2 separate regions of the Rattus norvegicus genome follow, and region 1 is linked to region 2. Evidence: chromatin contacts called from public Hi-C data. All regions are on one chromosome and are shown on one strand. The core of a region is the stretch at or near the end of the contact, and the rest is flanking DNA. Distances in the headings are between cores, read along the strand shown.

The links. Hi-C and Micro-C count contacts between places; a contact is called where the count stands out from the background.
Region 1: a contact with region 2 is called in a Hi-C map of liver, with 4 times the contacts expected there. The contact joins two enhancer-like sites. A contact is called at or near these places in 5 of 12 Hi-C or Micro-C datasets (the A7r5 cell line, hepatocytes, liver and 2 more).

Annotation. Positions count from the first base shown.
Region 1 is chr4:10,378,952-10,381,859 of GRCr8, reverse strand. All of the region lies in intron 1 of Kmt2c (lysine methyltransferase 2C), which reads right to left. Among named protein-coding and RNA genes, the nearest start is that of Kmt2c, 26 kb to the right of the region's middle. Within about 2 kb of position 1,544, at least 29 of the 93 cell types and tissues checked have an H3K27ac peak or open chromatin away from gene starts, as enhancers often do. A contact at or near this core is called in the A7r5 cell line and liver, where this site is marked.
Region 2 is chr4:10,324,708-10,327,407 of GRCr8, reverse strand. No RefSeq gene overlaps it. Among named protein-coding and RNA genes, the nearest start is that of Cct8l2, 15 kb to the left of the region's middle. Within about 2 kb of position 1,352, at least 59 of the 93 cell types and tissues checked have an H3K27ac peak or open chromatin away from gene starts, as enhancers often do. A contact at or near this core is called in the A7r5 cell line and liver, where this site is marked.

The DNA.
Region 1 (2,908 bases), core at 295-2,794, 54 kb before region 2:
AAAAAAAAAAAAAAGCAAAAATGCTGAAAATCCTTAAGCCTTCGATGATCTAACTCAAATTGTTTTTTATAAATGTTAGAGGGTACTACATTACTATTTATATTCTAAATAAGTGCATACCTTTTTTGGTTGTCTTATCTTATGTGTTTGGGTCTTTTTTTTTGCACTATAGGTATACATTGCCTATGTACCCAGAAGTCATCAGATGCCCTGGGACTAGAATTAAAGCAGATGTGAACCTCCATGTGGGTACAAGCAATCAAGCCCGGTCCTCTGGAAGAACAGTGCTCCTGGCTGCTGAGGCATCTCTCCAGCCCCGGAAGTACATATACACACATATCTCATTCGTAACTGGAATTGAGGGCTGAACTTAATGATGAATGCCTGTAATCCCAATAGCGATCAAAAGGTTGATGCATTAAGATAAGGAACTTTGATGCCAGCCTTGGCTAAACAATGAGTTCAAGGCCAACATGGGATATATAAAACCATGTCTCAAACAAATTAAATATCAAGAAAGATTAATCACATAACCCTGCCAATCTAATACCACTTGAGAAGAAAATTTTCAGCATCACCTCCCAGCATAATAAGGCAAGCTCTCCATTAGTTAAATCCTCCAACCATATCCCACAGCAGCAGGAGCAGCAACAGCACAAGAGAAAACAAACAGGCATGACTGGGGAGATGGCTGGGTTAAGAAAGTACTGGTGCTCTTCCAGAGGACCCAGGTTCAATTCTTAGCTAACACAACTGTCTATAACTCCAGTTCCAGGGGATCTGGTATCCTCACATAGACATACATGCAGGTACATAAAAATAAATTAAATAATTTAAATATATAAAGAAAACATTTGATAAATACATAGCTATTAAGACCCCTTTAATTCCTGCATCTAGGAGACAGAGGCTGCCTAGTATAATATCCAGTTCCAAGACATTCAAGACTACATAGAGAGACCCAGTCTCAAAAAAACAAAAATTTTAATTTTAATTTAAAAAGTCTCCTTGCAATTCTCTTACAAGTTCTCCTATGACTATGAGACTGCATACACAAACACAGGCGAGCTGGCAGGCACTCTCGCGCGCGCGCACGCGCACACACACACACACACACACACACACACACACACACACACACACACACACACACAGGAGGAGAGCAAAGGAGGAAGAGAGAGGGAGGGTGGTTGGGAGGGAGAAAATAATAAGAAAGAGGAGGAGATCGATCGAAGGAAGCCCCATTAAAGAAAGTAGATCCGACAGACAGCAGCCACCTAAAAAAAGTGGAATGGATTTCTCTCAAGCGCAGATCTGGAATCCTACTTGTATGAAGCCAGCAGAGACGGCCTCCTTGGTTAACTCTTTGCTAACCATGTACTTTCCCCCTCTACTGTTTAATTCAAAACAAACCAATAAGTACACCTTTGGTTTTATAATATTTAAACTAGAGAAGTTTGTTGGAAGTCCAGGACATAAAACAAAAGCAAACAACTACATCTTCGTATCATCCCCTGTTATGAAGTAAGAAGTCAAAGTGATCTTTGGTTTGCACCACAAACACCCACTAGGGCTTCACTCTGCTACAGCAGACTCTTCCAGTTAACGGTGGAAGCTTTTCACTTTCAAAGTCTAAAATGCTACAACTAGCTTTTTCTTCTTACTCATATCTATAGATATTTATCATGTTGTTAAATAAAAGGTTTGAGAAAAGCAGCAACTTTTCTAAGCCTCAAAAAAGGCATCTACAATTACAACAATTGTCCTTCTGTTCAATAAGCAAAGTTTCTCCTTGATGAAGCTGGCCAAATGTTGCATTGCTCATAGCACTTAACAGAACACCACTGCTATCAAGAAAAGGGGGGGGGGGGGGGAACCTGATGTTGTCTGCTTCTGTTGCTCTAATATGTAGCAAACTAGTTTGAATTATGACTTAAATAAAGTAATCATGGTCTTAAGGGTACCAAAGAACTTTTTTTTTTAAGTTTTAAAGATTAGAGGTCAGGCTCTGACTTCCCACACATATCAGGTAAAGAATTGCTTTTGTTTGTTCTAGGACCCTGAAACATCCTACCACTCAGAACCCTGACTCCTATAGACTATCACTTTCCACAAAATATTCTCATCTAAAATGTTACAAGTATCTCCCAAAACTTGAGAATAATAAAATCCAAGGAGTTACGATTTAAGACAAAACCAAGACAGCAGATTGCTACACAGCCATAAACTACACTGACAGATGCTTATACATAGACAATAGGCCCAGGATAAACCCAGGCTTTGAACTGTATGAAAACCACTGCAAAGAACAAACCTATTTTTTTTATTATGAAAAAAAATTAAATGTCATACCAAAGAAACATCTACAGTGAACTGGAAGACTCTCTATTTTTTTTTTTTCCTGGAGCTGAGGACTGAACTCAGGGCCTTAAGCGCTCTACCACTGAGCTAAATCCCCAACCCCAGGAAGACTATTTTAATATGTTCAGGAAACACATTGCAAAGCTGTATACTCTTTCTCTCCATGTAACATGGTCACTCTCAAATGAAAAACAAAATCCTACAAGTTTGAATCCAAAGATTTTTTTCCCAGTTAAATAAATTTATACTAGTCATTTAGAACAAGGTTTTTTTTGTTTTTTTTTTTTTTTAAAAAGCCTTAATAAAAATAGAAACTTGTGGGCTGGAGAGATGGCTCAGCAGTTAAGAGCACTGACTGCTCTTCCAGAGGTCCTGAGTTCAATTCCCAGCAACCACATGGTGGCTCACAACCATCTGTAAAGAGATCCGATGCCCTCCTCTGGTGTGTCTGAAGACAGGGACAGTGTACTCATATATGATAAATGAATAAATCTTTTAAAAAAAAATTAGAAACTTGTGGGCCTGTGGTGCAGTGTATTTGCACATA
Region 2 (2,700 bases), core at 103-2,602:
TCAGGTGGCCTACAACCAGCAGTTCCAAGGAACCCGGCGCCCTCTCTGGCTTCTGCAGTCATACCAGGTACCATGTAACTAGAGAGTTCTAAACCAGTCAGTTAAAAAAAAAAAAAGAGAGGTGAGATCCTGTCTCAAAAAACCCTCCAAACCTAACACACATCCAAAGAAAATCACTACCACTTATAACAACAACAACAACCACAAAAATGATCTGGGCCATCCAGTTCGTTCAATGTTCCCTTTCTGGAACCAAAACCAGTTAGTATTAATGTTGACGTTATCACTTAACCTCTCTCTTTCCCTGATTTCGAAATGAGGTCTATTCCACTCAGCCGAGCTTAAGGAGCTGTGAGGGAATGAAGGCGGTGTGCGTCGGAGGGAGGGGGTGGGGAGTGGGAGGAGAAGGAGTTGAAAGGGGCGGGGCGGGGTCCAGAGGCAAGTGTCGGTCGCAGCTGCACTGAGTTTGGGGACCCGGACCAGGTATCGAGGCCTGGAATCCCAGACCCGCAGGAAGCAGGAAGCAACGCAGCTAAGAGGGAGAAAAGCTGACAGAAACCGGGAATGTCCGCGGGAACAGACTCAACAGGGACCAGCTGGGATCCGCCGCGGACCGTAGGAGGCTGGGCGCCTGGCGCGAGAGGCCAATAGGCGAACGAGCCGAAAGAGGGGCGACGCAAGGCCAAAGGGAGGGATAGCCAGGCTGGGGGCGGGGACTCTAGGAACACGTGGCCAATGGCAGGGCGAGCTGGGTTGGGGCGTGGCCCCTGGTGTGAAGCCAATAGTAGGGAGTACGGCCTGGGTGAGGCCAATGGGAGCTCGAGGGTGGAGGGGGAGCCAGACCCGGAAGGCAGTGGGGGCGGGGAGCCGCGATGACAACCTGTCAAGTCCACTTCGGGACGAACTAGGTCACGCGCTTCTTGTTGCTCCGGCGCTCCCGCCCCGCGAGGCCCTGCGGGTGGCCCTGGGGCCCAGCGGCTCCGCTTCCTCTTCCTGCCCGCGGGGGTGGGGGCGGGGCGGACACCTGCCGTTAACAAGCCCGCTCCAACCTCGGGGCTGCTGAAGGCCGCCTAGCCCGCGGGCCCGCGCCCACCGATCGGCCCGGAGCCAGATCCGCGGTCTCCTGCTCCGGCCGTGGGCTCGGGAAAGCGCACAGCGCACTACTTGTCGCGGAGGGATCGGGCTCCTGCAGTTACCTGTCCTGCACTCGGACCTGACCTCGGCCCAAGGGCCTCAAATCCGCCTCACAGAGAAGTATAACAGGTTCGGATCCGCGCTCTCGACCTCACAATGGCGCCGGTGTCCAGCCACTGTTACGCAGCATCCCGTACACTTATTCGCCCAGAGCGTCGCTGCCTAGGGGACCGCGGCGGGGCCCTTCTCCCACTCGCTCATTCAGATGATGAGAATGTCCCCGCATGACACCGGGACGCTGTTTTAACAATGCCCAACTCTGCTCTTTCAAACTGCACACACTTAAAGGTGACATGGCCACAGACGCTGGGTTGCAATACTATATTGGAATTCTGCACTAATTATTTGAAAGCTTACAGTACTCTACAGCGAAACGACAGATTAAAAAATTGCATTTTCGTACGAACACAGTACTTTAACCAATGAATATTTTATGAATATTTTCTATTCAGTATTTTAAAAACCAAATGAGTGGTTCTTCAGTGAAAGAATTTTGTTTTGCCTTAAAATTTTAGCCTTTATGGAAGGCACATTTATTGCAATATGCACAGATATAAATTTTGTACATTTAAAATAGCCTTTATAACCTTTTTGTAGTTCTTTTGAAGCCCCTCCCACTCTTGACATTCTTTCATTCCTATTAATCTTAAGTTTGGTTAAATAGTTTTTAAATTAAACATAAAAAACAAGCCTACTAAATTAGCATTAACATTTGAAGATTGGGTTTTCATGTTTATTACCATGTAGCATTACTAGGAACCGGAAGTCCAACCTTATTAAAAATTAAAATTCAGCAAGACAGGTCTTTATTGTGAAGTTATTATCTTTTCATTATAACTTTTTTTTTTTTTTTACAGACAGTTAATTTTCCAGAGGGAATTACTGCTCCTGCCTTTAATCAATTTGGTTAAGAATCCTCTGCCTTCAAATATATAAAAATGTTTATGTATGATTTATTTTATTTTATAACACTTTTATTATTTGGGGGTGGAAGGCCTGTGCCACTGTGGGAGCATAAAGGATAGAGGACAACTTGTGGGCATCCTGTTCTTTTAGCGTGTGGCTTCTAGGGATGGAAGGCATTCCCGCCCTTGACAGGTCTCATGTAGCTGGCCTGGAGCTCACCTGCATAGATCATGCTGACTGAAATCTCCGAGATCCCTCTGCTTCTCTACCGCTGGGATTAAACATTGTCTTTCTTTCTATGTGTCTGTTTATGCCCCCTCTATGTATGTGGAGCTGGAGTTAATTCCAGATTGTTGTGAGCCAGCTCTGGGTGCTGGGAAGCGATCTTGGGTCCTTGGAAGAAGCAGCAAGCACTCTTAACCCAGGTGACAGGCGCTGGGCCACACCTCTTTTTCGTTTTTAATTTTCAGGATTTTGAAGTCTTTTCCTATTGAAGCTGTTTCATTCTCCCATCTCCTTGGGAACAGAGCCCAGAACTTGCTGGTGCTCAGTGCTGTGGTCAGTCTTTACCGTGGGATAATACAAGCAGGCTGTGCAACC